2 separate regions of the Mus musculus genome follow, and region 1 is linked to region 2. The links are chromatin contacts, called in public promoter capture Hi-C maps. All regions are on one chromosome and are shown on one strand. The core of a region is the stretch at or near the end of the contact, and the rest is flanking DNA. Distances in the headings are between cores, read along the strand shown. Region 1 overlaps Sipa1l1 (signal-induced proliferation-associated 1 like 1). Region 2 overlaps Gm30799 (a long non-coding RNA gene).

Region 1 (6,089 bases), core at 2,644-5,143, 220 kb after region 2:
TTTTACATCATGACCAGTTTGAAGCGGTCGCAGACCGAAAGACCTGTCACCGCTGACAGAGCCTCTGTTGTCAGCACAGATGGCGCCCCCAAAGTCCACACCGATGACTTCTACATGCGTCGCTTCCGCTCTCAGAATGGCAGCCTAGGATCATCAGTCATGGCTGCAGTGGGGCCCCCTCGAAGTGAAGGCCCTCACCATATCACCTCAACCCCCGGGGTCCCCAAGATGGGGGTTAGGGCAAGAATAGCAGATTGGCCTCCGAGAAAGGAAAATGTAAAAGAATCCAGCCGTTCAAGCCAGGAAATAGAAACCTCAAGTTGCCTTGAGAGCCTGTCCTCCAAAGGCAGTCCTGTGAGTCAGGGGAGTTCTGTTAGCCTCAATTCCAATGACTCAGCCATGCTGAAGAGCATACAGAACACCCTGAAGAACAAGACAGGGCCAGCGGAGAGCATGGACTCCAGATTCCTCATGCCTGAAGCCTACCCCAGTTCCCCCAGGAAAGCCCTTCGCAGAATTCGGCAGCGCAGCAACAGTGATATCACCATAAGTGAGCTTGATGTGGATAGCTTCGATGAATGTATCTCCCCAACCTACAAGTCGGGGCCATCATTGCACAGGGAATATGGCAGCACATCTTCAATCGACAAGCAGGGAACATCCGGAGACAGCTTCTTCGATTTGTTAAAGGGCTATAAAGATGACAGATCTGACCGAGGTCCAACTCCAACCAAACTCAGTGACTTCCTCATCACTGGTGGGGGCAAGGGTTCTGGTTTCTCCTTGGATGTGATCGATGGCCCCATCTCACAGAGAGAGAACCTCAGGCTTTTCAAGGAAAGGGAAAAACCACTCAAGCGACGCTCTAAGTCTGAGACTGGAGACTCGTCCATTTTTCGTAAATTGCGCAATGCCAAAGGTGAAGAACTCGGGAAATCATCAGACCTTGAAGACAACAGATCAGAAGATTCTGTGAGGCCCTGGACATGTCCAAAGTGCTTTGCCCACTATGATGTCCAGAGCATATTGTTTGACTTGAATGAAGCCATTATGAACAGACATAATGTGATTAAGAGGAGAAACACCACAACAGGAGCTTCGGCGGCTGCGGTGGCATCCTTGGTCTCCGGACCTCTGTCTCACTCAGCCAGCTTCAGCTCTCCCATGGGCAGCACAGAGGACCTCAACTCCAAAGGAAGCCTTGGCATGGACCAGGGAGATGACAAGAGCAATGAACTCGTCATGAGCTGTCCGTATTTTCGGAATGAGATTGGGGGAGAAGGTGAGAGGAAGATCAGCCTGTCCAAGTCGAATTCTGGCTCATTTAGTGGGTGTGAGAGCACATCCTTTGAGTCTGCCCTCAGCTCTCACTGCACCAACGCGGGCGTGGCAGTTCTCGAAGTGCCCAAGGAAAGCTTGATGCTGCATCTGGACAGGGTGAAAAGGTACACCGTGGAACACGTGGATCTTGGCGCATACTATTACAGGAAGTTCTTCTACCAGAAGGGTGAGTAGGTGCTTAGTTTTAATTTTTTTTTTTTTATTTTGCTCTACTCATGGGAAAAAAACAACAGTGTGTAGTATACTGAGTGTTTTAGCGGTGACCTGAGATGCCTGTGAATCTCTGTCTTTCATGATGAAAGAGTTTTTCTGTAGGCTTTGTTGTGATTCATTTCTTTGTATTTTGGGGATGTTCTTTTCCCCTTTTAGGTATTGAAATCTTTTAAAATTAAATATTAGTGTTTCATTTTTTAAGTTAAAACCTATTTGATTTAGCGAGTGAAATTAAACTCTGTTTTGTTGACTTGCTATGTCATCTTTAGGGGCAACTATGTAAAGTTGCAATCTGATAGATAAAACTTTTTAAAATTACAACACAATTTCAATGCTGTCCTCTACTTTTTAGCACTTTTTTTTTTGCCTTCTGAGTCTTTTTATTAAAGTTATAATATATTTCTGTCCCTTTCACAGGATCTCTGGTAAAAACACATTGCATTATTTGATGAAAATCTCAGAACAGTGAGTCTCAGGCAAGATTGAGTGTAGGCCTTCAGTTTGAGTAGAAAAGGCACTAAAGTGGAGAAATGCCTTGAACATTTAATGTATTGTGACCTCTTTTCTAGCCTTTCTTGGAGATGGTAGGCTAAAGTGAGGGGGGACAGTCTAAGATTGTATCATCTTATTTTGTACTTTAAAGAGAAGCAATTATCAAACACCTTATCAATTTTCTAGTGTTTTTTGAACAGCATTAAAATTGAGGACTGCATCTGTCCTGTAGGCACCCAACTAGCAGCATGGTGATCACTCTACACTGTAGTTCCTGGGGTAGACCAGCAGTCTCTACAGCCAGGCGACGTGCTCTGTGCTGGGAAGCCTCTTGGCTTTGCATCTTCTCCAGTGAGGATGTGATTACACTACACTACTCTTGCGCTTGAGACGCTACTTAGATTTATTCTCCTGCTGGCTTTATGAGATTACTCACTCTAGAATCTTAATGTTTTTAAGATTATTGAGGGATAGGTTCACTGGTAAAAGAATTTTGTCACATCAACAAACACTCATCCCTCTTATTCTCAAGTGTCTACAGCATGGCTTCTGGAATCAATAGACTGGAAATCCCAGTTTCATTTTAAAAGTGATTTTCTAGAGGTCAGATTTTATAAATGGTCTTTCTCTGGCATGTGAGAGCAGAGGATTCCTCAAACTCACCAACTTTGTATTTAGGGACTGATGATTCCTTGTAAAGATGGACACTCCCATGCCCTGTAAGATTAGAATCCGTGCCTTCCACATCCTAAAGGCCACTGAGTTTTCTCCTTGGCCCTTCACACCAGTGAACACAGACTAAAATACATCTGATACTGGCAGATGTTTCTTTGGGGATAAATTGCCTCTGACTGAGAATTCTTGCTCTGTATTGCCTCAGAACTTTTCCAAGCTTTCCTGAGGGGTTCACACGTCTCTGAGAAGCCATCTTGTTCCACCTGTCATTGCCACCAACTTTGAGTCTAGCATACAAGGGAACAGACGTTATCTTATTTATGCACTAGTATTTTTTTCTCACTGTCCAATGTAATAATATTCGTTCTGAGCAGTTTCCAGCACCTATGGACCAGGCACTATGCTAAGCCTTTGAAATGATAGTTTGTTGTTTCTAACTCTTAATGCCCACGAGGGAGGTGATGTGTTACTAGCCATATTTTCCAAAGGAAAGTTCTAGGCTGTGGTGAATAGGCTGTGGTGACTCTCCTTTGTTCTCTATCACTGTTCCCTCATGCCTGCTATGCAAGAGGACTGGAAAGGAGAACCTCCTTTTAGGTATTTTTATCTTTCAAAGGTATGGAATGAAAAGTTGAATCCCTGGACTCCAACATAAACCAAGTTACTGATTCATAAGTTCAGAAGCTCCCAGTACAGCTGTTGGTAGGTTACAGCTGGTGTACATGCTCCTGCCTAGTTGGAAATACTGGTTAAAGCAGGGAATTGTTAAAAGTATGCCTATCTGAGGTATTGAAAACATGAGTAGACATTGCTGCTGTGGGTCCAAGGTCTTTCCTGTCAGTGGCTCTGCTTCCAGTGCTGCCTGGTGTCCCTGGCGTACACTAGGGACATCCCTGGCACTGAGTGAGTCTGGTTGGTGATTTTGTCTGATTTCCTAGCTGTCACATCAAACCCACAGCTTTCTTCTTAGTGTCTTCTTCTTCCAGTCTTTCTAAAGCTGTCAGTTTTTCTACTCATTTAGTCAGCTTCATAGTGAAATAAGTCAGTTGGCTTCCAAGTCTCCTGGAGATGCAGTGAATTACGGTTCCGCATGGAGTCCAGCTGGTGGGAGCAGAAAGCATAGATAGCAGAGTGATGCCCAGCTCGTCCCAGTGGCTCCTGGCAGCCTGGTGTTGGGAACACTGACAAGTGGTCAGTCCACGAGGTCAGTTCAGGAAAAGTCATGGAGCGTGCCTGCTCTTAGGACACCATTTGGGCGACACACCTTGAAATGTTTTAGTCGTTTGTTACATATGAATAATGTCCTACAAATGGCCGAATAATAACATGAAGCAGAAATTAAATCCCTCAAAGCATGGCTGTACATGTAAAATTAATGTGATGGTATAAAATATAATTAAAAAACAATTCTGTTTTGTAATTTTTACATGTGGCTTTAGCTCAGTGAGTTCTGTACCTACCTTTACCTCTTTCTCTCAGTCTCTTTGTGGAAAGAGTATAGCGCAGTGAAGAGGAGTTTGGCCTAGCACCAAGGCTGTGTGTTGTTGCCTCAGCCCATTTGAGTCCTCATTCCACTTAGCTGTTTAATGTGCCCCTGACTCCACTGTGCCTGTCATAATAATAATAATAATAATAATAATAATAATAATAAATCTCTTATATGATAAATATTATTATTACCTTTACTGAAGCACAGCCTTCAATCAATATTATGTGTAATATTTAATCATGTTCAGCTGATTAAGTTGTAATCACTTTGATATTACATTATTTTTATGAACATTATTATCCTGTAGATATAAACTTTAGAGACCACTTGATTCCAACAGAAAAGCTGGGTTTTATGGTTAAATGCTGGGCAAAGAGAGGAACCATCCCTTCACCTTAGATAAGCAACATCCATGTTCTTTCTTCTACTGCTTCCTCTGCCTGCTCTTGTCGGGCTTTTTACCCAGCATGAAGTGGCACTGGCGATGTAGTTGATACTTACTGTGTTTCTACTTTATGCTTTATGGGCTCTCCTCACTTGATGCTTTTAGGAAACTGGCATGAACCTGTCATTGTGGGCATGTACAAATGATAGTACTATACGTTCTTTTTTCCTTTGAAAATGGTTGAAGTTTTGTGTTCAGTCTTTCTTTGGTTACCACAATTAAAGGACAAGGAGATTTATAGATGGCAAATATTAACCTGGAGAAACTAACTCCATGGTTGCCTGTAGCCAGCATGGCTTGTCAGGAAGGACTCTCTCCCAGCTGTTCCCCATGTCATGCGGTCCTACAGTGTGTTCCCCGTTGCTCATTGTCCAAGATGAACTGCCACTGTAAGCCAACTGATGAGAAACTACTGTCTAATAAATCTGGTTACTCTAAGCCAGTGGTCTTACTGTTCCTACCTTCTTTTTCTAACAACACACAGCGAGGAGACTTGATGGTGAGTGAAGGAAGGCAGGGGCCATGTGTCCTAGTTTCATAGATTGAGAATCCCACGTATGGTTTAGTCCCTAGTTGAGCATTTAAAGTCTGAGACTTGTCTCTGTTTAGGCAGGAGCAAGCAGCCTGGAGAGCTTAGACCTTGCAGAGATGGCTGGGCCTTGGATCAGAAAGAAAGGAGAGCCCAAGAAGCAAATCCAGCCACGTGTGCTCCTAAGTCTGCTTATGTTGTGGAGAACAGTACTATGGGATGCCCGTGTGTTAAGGGTTCTTCCTGGGTGCTTGGTCTGTGTTTAGTTTTCGAGACCCATTGTTTCATCTTCAGGTACAGTCAACAAGACTGCTCCCAAGCATGCTGTGCTCTTACATGTGACAGTTAACTCACCTTCCATATGTGATGTAAGACCTTTTTATTAGGGTTATGCCAATTGGCCAGCTTGTTTGAAAGCAGGTGTGGGAATGTGTGGTCCCTCACAGAAATACTGAGTGTGAATTTGTTGAGAGGTTGACTTTGGTAAGTGCTTTGCTGACTTTTTACATGAGGTGGTCGGTCCTTCACTGTGCTGGCAGGCTAGCCTGGAACTCTTGGGCCCAAATGACTCTTGTTTCAGCCTTCTAAGTAGCTGGCAGTACAGACAGGTGCTCTGTACCCCGTTGTCTGCCATCTTTATATCTGAGCAAGGATTCCAAGCCACCTGCATAATAAATACAGTGTTAATGTTGCGTCTTTGGAAGCCAGCATCAGTTCCTTCCTTGGCAATGATTCCCCAGCCTCTTTGTTATCTATCACCTCTTTTGTGCCCACAGAGCATTTGGGCTCTTGAGGTGCCCAAGCCATCACAGATCAGAGGTTATGAGGTGCTGAAAGGGCACACACTCTCTTCCATATGCTTTTAGATCAAGATGGGCATCAAGAGTCTCACATGGACCTTATTC
Region 2 (5,585 bases), core at 3,053-5,552:
CCAAACAGGGAGGTTAGGGTATATATAACTCAGTAACAACATGGATCCTTAGATGCAGAAATCCTGGCTTTAAAACCCAGCACACACACACACACCCCTCTGAAAACTACCCAGGTGAAATTCTGGACATCTTGTGCAGGCCATTTCTGGCTTGGGCTTCCAAGAACCAGTTGGGGGCTAATAGCTACTACCTTTGTAGTCTTTGTTAAAACAAACCCTTTTCTGTGAGCCCTGTCTGTACCATTCACTGACTTCTTTCCCTCCCACAGTGCCTGTGTATTACAACACAAGGAAGTCCAGTGCCTGGCTGGGCAGCAGGAAACACATGCAGTAAGGTCACACAGGCATGGACTGGAACCTGTAGGAAGCCCACTACAGTTCTGCAACAATGGATGAGAAGACCTGGTGTGTATGTGTGTGTGTGTGTGTGTGTGTGTGTGTGTGTGTGTGTGTGTGTAGCTGGAAGACTTTGTTAGCTCCTACTTATGAAAGGGGAGGAAGGGGACATTGTTCTGTTTTACTCCTGTCTTGAGCTTGCTTCTGAGAACCAGGAAAGGGAGCCCTTTGGGATCCCGGAAGGTCACGGTCGTGGATGGCATAACACTGTGGGCCCCAAGTGTATTCTGAGAAATAGGGCTCTCTAGTCCTGAGGTGTGCAGGGTTAAGGCTCTGGGCAGGATCTTGAAGCATGATAGAGAAGCTGCATGTAGGCTAACAGCTGAGTGGGTGGTAAAGGAGAGGTGGGAAGAAAAGTGGGGGTGCTGTCAGACAAGCCTAAGCAGACTCTCCATTTTGTTGGTAATTAAACCCACAGCCCTGGGCAAGCTATGCAGCCTTTCCCAGGCTTCATCTCTTCATGCCTAAGATGGGCATCATAAATCAACACTGCACAGGGTGACCAGGAGAACTACAGACAAGACTGGTGACAAAGAGAACCCCTCAAACCATTTTTCCTTCATTCTTCATGTTGATGGAGGCTTTCTATTAGGGAAAGTGGCACTCTGCTATGCTGCCAGTGAGAGAGTATGCAGATTTTTAAAAGGGCAATCTGATCATTTCTCTTAACTATTTTAGTTCCATGGTTTTCAAATCTGCAGTCCACTTCTAAGTGTGTGTGTGTGTGTGTGTGTGTGTGTGTGTGTGTGTGTGTGTGTGTGTGTGTTAGAGCCATTTATAAGCAAGGGAATCACTTCAGTAAACCAGAGCCCGGGCAACATAGTGAGAACCTGTCTAAGACAACACAATAACAACAACAAACAACAACAAAACCCAACAGAATGTCCTAGTTAGGACTTCTGTTGGTGTGATGGACACCCTGACCAAAAGCAGCTTGGAAAAGAAAAGGGTTTATTATCATTGAAGGAAGTCAGGATAGGAACTCAAACAGGTTAGGAACCTGGAAGCAGGAGTGGATACAAAGGCCATAGAGGGATGCTGCTTACTGGCTTGTTTCTCATGGCTTGCTCTGCCTGCTTTCTTATAGAACCATCAGCCCAGGGTTGGCACCACCCACAATGGTCTGGACCCTTTCATATTAATTGTTAAATAATAAAATAACCTACAGGCTCACCTATGGCCTGATCTTACAGAGGCATTTTCTCAGGAGAGGTCTGATGTCGACCATAGCTTGTCAAGGTGACAGGAAACTAGCCAACAGAGTCCCCAGGCATCATGCCTACGGACAACATTTCCTGTCATTCTGCACTATCAGCTGGGACCGAAGAGGTCTGGCTCTACTTAAAAAACCATCAACATTTTTCTAAAGCCTCCAGTTGCCCTCTTGGCATCATAGAAATAGATGTCGTATAAGCCTTAGAGCTGCAGATTATAGAATTAAAAAAAATCTTAGAAAAAGTGTGGCTTGTTATATCTTGTTATGGATGAAAACTATTTAGGTTTGTGAAGGTAACCCTGTCTCCCAGTGAGAAGATGACAGCACCCCACTGCACATTAGCTAAATTTATGAGTTTGAATTCTCCAAACTTAGCTGTGTCCTTCCCAGTGTGGCAGTAAGAGTTGTTTATCCATCATCTAGTCTCCTTTTCTGTTTTAAAACTACTTTTCCTTCCTAAGAATTAAGAATATTCACCTGCAAGCTGTGGGGTAGCTCAGTAGGTTAGAGTGCTCGTCCATCGTGCCTGATGGCAGGAATTCGATCCCCTGGAGCTGCCTAAATCGTTTCTTTTATTGAGAAAGAGAGGAGAAGCTGGCACACAACTTCTTTACCCTTGCTCCTGTCCGCTCCTAACGTGAAGCCATACTCTCTGTAGTGTCAGCCCCATGCTGCTCTATGTGGCAAAGCCACATCCAGGCAGGTAGTACAGGAGGGAGTCTAGGAGCTCAGACATGGTGATAGCACAGGCCCTACTCCAGCCTTGAACCCGAGGCCCTGTCGTTTTGGTATGTCTTCTCCAGGTTTAGCCACACATTGTGTCCATTTCCCTATCACCTACAGGTCCCTGCTACTCCTTACTCTAGAGTCGTCTGTTAATTTTGCTTTCAAATTTTTTTTAAAAAAATATTTATTTATTTATTTATTTATTTATTTATTTTATGTCTATGAGTACACTGTAGCTGTACAGATGGTTGTGAGCCTTCATGTGGTTATTGGGAATTGAATTTAGGACCTCTGCTTTCTCTGGTCAACCCCACTCGCTCCAGCCCAGAGATTTATTATTATAAATTAGAACACTGTCGCTGTCTTCAAACACACCAGAAGAGGGCGTCAGATCTCACTATGGATCATTGTGAGCCACCATGGGATTGCTGGGATTTGAACTCAGGACCTCTGGAAGAGCAGTCAGTGCTCTTATCCACTGAGCCATCTCGCCAGTCCTTGCTTTCAATTTTTATTCCCTGAGAAATTGACAGTCATGTCCCTTTGTCATGTCCCATTTAAAAGTCTAAATCTGTCTCCTTACTGCAGAAATGTCTCACACAAGTCCAGCCTGACAAACACTTGTCGTTGTTCACTCATCTGCCCTTCACAGCCTTTTGCCTTGCTCACCTACCCTTCCTCTCTTGACCTCTGACCTCTGACCTCTGCTGACAGTAACCTCATTCTTACCTGCCAGTTCCAACCCAGGCTCTGACCCAGGTACCTCCTGCTGCCTCTACCTGCCTTACCACTCTATTTTTTACTTTTATTTGTTTCTCTATGTAGTCCTTGTTGGCATTTTGTCTAGGCTCTGCCCCATGGTTACCTGGCAACAGCCAGGTGTGCCTGAATCACTATAAAAGGGGCTGCTTGCCCCCTCCTCCTTCTCCTTTCTCTCTCTCTCTCTCTCTCTCTCTCTCTCTCTCTCTCTCTCTCTCTCTGCCTTTCTCTGTCTCTACTATCCCCTCAATTCCCCTCCCCATGCTCTGAATAAACTCTATTCTATACTATACCATCGTGTAGCTAATCCCTCAAGGGGAAAGGATGCCTTCGTCTGGGCCCGCTGAGACACCCCCTTCCCCCATACCTGACTACACCTCCATAGAACATATCCCCCCTCTTTATTTTTATAAAACACAACAGTTAAGTGCTCTTAACCACTGAACCAACCATTTGGCATACTGGAGCGGCTGGCTGAGCCTCGTTTGGTGGGTTTGCTGGAGTGGGGCTTCTGTCCTAAAACCTCTGGTTACCAGGCCATCCGGAAGATCATCCTTGCATCCGCCAGCACTGCCAGTGTCGTGGGCAAGGCTGTCCCTTCGCTGAGTAGGAAGCTCTGCTGTAGCCTTCTTCTTGGCAAAAGCCCAGCTTTGCTTCTGGGAAAGGATGCTAAAATCTGATACAGTCGAGAAAGTAGTAGAGCGATGACTCCGTAGTTAAGAGCACTTACTGTTCTCCCACAGGTACTGGGTTCAGTTCTAAGCACCAATTTGGGGGCTCACAAACGCCTGTAACATGGCCTCTGCAGGTCTATGGTGCACACACATATACTCAGCCACATAAATGTAAAACAGAAGAAATAAGAAAAAACACTAGGTTGTAAAGTAGACATTAGCGAGCACCCTAAAGGCCATCCTTAGGTATCCTGTCCCTCATCAGCCCACGACAACGCATGCACACGATGATTGGTCAGTTGTTTAATGCCGGTCTCTCCTGTTCTTGCAGGCAAGCTCCTTGAGACTAGAGGATTTCATCTGCTCTGGACACTGTCCCAAACAGCGCTTGGATGCACAGTGCTTCCTTTAGAAGAACTTGTTTAGTTTCTGAACCGGAAACTTGTGGGAGAATCTTGAAATAGCCCCGGCTCAAGCTGTTTATTTTTAGAAGCGTCCGTCGTCACTCCTGGGCGATGCTTTGACTTGGATTCTCTGGTGACATCTTTTTAGCATTGGTCATTCCAGCCTGGGCTGTGGTTTCAGCACACTCCAAGTGTAAAGCTGACGGCAGCATTTGAGCAGAGGGAAGTTAGGAGAGCTTTTAAAACTTGGAGAGCTTATAAAAAAAAAATCTACCAGTGCTGAGAAGATATAAAGGCACGTTAATACCAAAGGTCAAATGTATGGCTTCTCTTATCTTCTTCCTGACGAAGAAATCACTTTTAATCTAAAGAACATGCCCCAGTAATTTCCAAATGTAAACAGATGGGATTTGAAAGCGGACGGATTGACGTGCCTGTGTTTGCTCAACACAAACCAATAAAAGAGAGCGGTCGTTCCCTTTGTTCTTTTGCAATGCACTTAAGTAAAGGATAGTATCGTGGAGGGGGAGGGGGAGGGGCGGAGCAGGAGCCTTCTGGGGTTCCTGGGGTGCCTGAGTCAGGTCTGTGACACCTGCAAGGGTTAAAAAGGCAATTCACACCTGTGAGACAGAGAAGAAAAGAAGGTAAGCAGAGACCCGGAAGGAAAGCGAATGGAGGCCGATTATTTTATTTTTTATTTTTTTAATTTAATTTTATTTTTTTAACACTCGATATTTTATCCCCCCTCCCCATCTACCCTCCGACTGTTCCACATCCCACACCTCCTCCCCACCCTCCTGTCTCCACGTGGATGTCTCCACCCTCCACCCCACCTGATCTCTAAACTCCCTGGGGCCTCCATCTCTTCAGGGTTAGGTGCATCATCTCTGAATGAACACAGACCCAGAAGTCCTCTACTGTATGTGTGTTGGGGGCCTCATATCAGCTGGTGTATGCTGTCTGTTTTGGTGGTCTAGTGTTTGAGAAATCTTGGGGGTCCAGATTAATTGAGACTGCTGGTCCTCCTACAGGATCACCCTTCTTCTCAGCTTCTTCCAGCCTTCCCTAACTCAACAATAGGGGTCAGCTGCTTTTGTCCATTGGTTGGATGCAAATATCTGCATCTGACTCTTTCAGCTGCTTGTTGTGTCTTTCAGAGGGCAATCGTGATAGGTCCCTTTTTGTTAGTGCTTCATAGCCTCAGTAATAGTGTCAGGCCTTGGGCCTCCCCTTGATCTGGATCCCACTTTGGGTCTGTTCTTTTCCTCAGGCTCCTCTCCATTTCTATCCCTGTAATTCTTTCAGACAGGAACAATTATGGGACAGAAATATGACTGTGGGATGGCAACCCCATCTCTCACTTGATGTTCTGTCTTCTTGCTGGAGGTGGGCTCTATAAGTTCCCTCTCC

Evidence for each region. Capture Hi-C pulls out chosen DNA fragments and counts their contacts.
Region 1: a promoter capture Hi-C map of liver shows a contact between it and region 2. The contact joins two enhancer-like sites. A contact is called at or near these places in 2 of 9 other capture datasets (adipose tissue and liver).

Annotation. Positions count from the first base shown.
Region 1 is chr12:82,340,993-82,347,081 of GRCm38.p6, forward strand. It overlaps Sipa1l1 (signal-induced proliferation-associated 1 like 1), which reads left to right. Exons shown (of 21, transcript NM_172579.3): 2 at 1-1,507. The coding sequence starts at 10. Among named protein-coding and RNA genes, the nearest start is that of Sipa1l1, 33 kb to the left of the region's middle. Within about 2 kb of position 3,894, at least 2 of the 459 cell types and tissues checked have an H3K27ac peak or open chromatin away from gene starts, as enhancers often do. A contact at or near this core is called in liver, where this site is marked.
Region 2 is chr12:82,118,414-82,123,998 of GRCm38.p6, forward strand. It overlaps Gm30799 (a long non-coding RNA gene), which reads left to right. Exons shown (of 7, transcript XR_001780654.1): 7 at 4,103-4,657. Among named protein-coding and RNA genes, the nearest start is that of Gm30799, 51 kb to the left of the region's middle. Within about 2 kb of position 4,303, at least 111 of the 459 cell types and tissues checked have an H3K27ac peak or open chromatin away from gene starts, as enhancers often do. A contact at or near this core is called in liver, where this site is marked.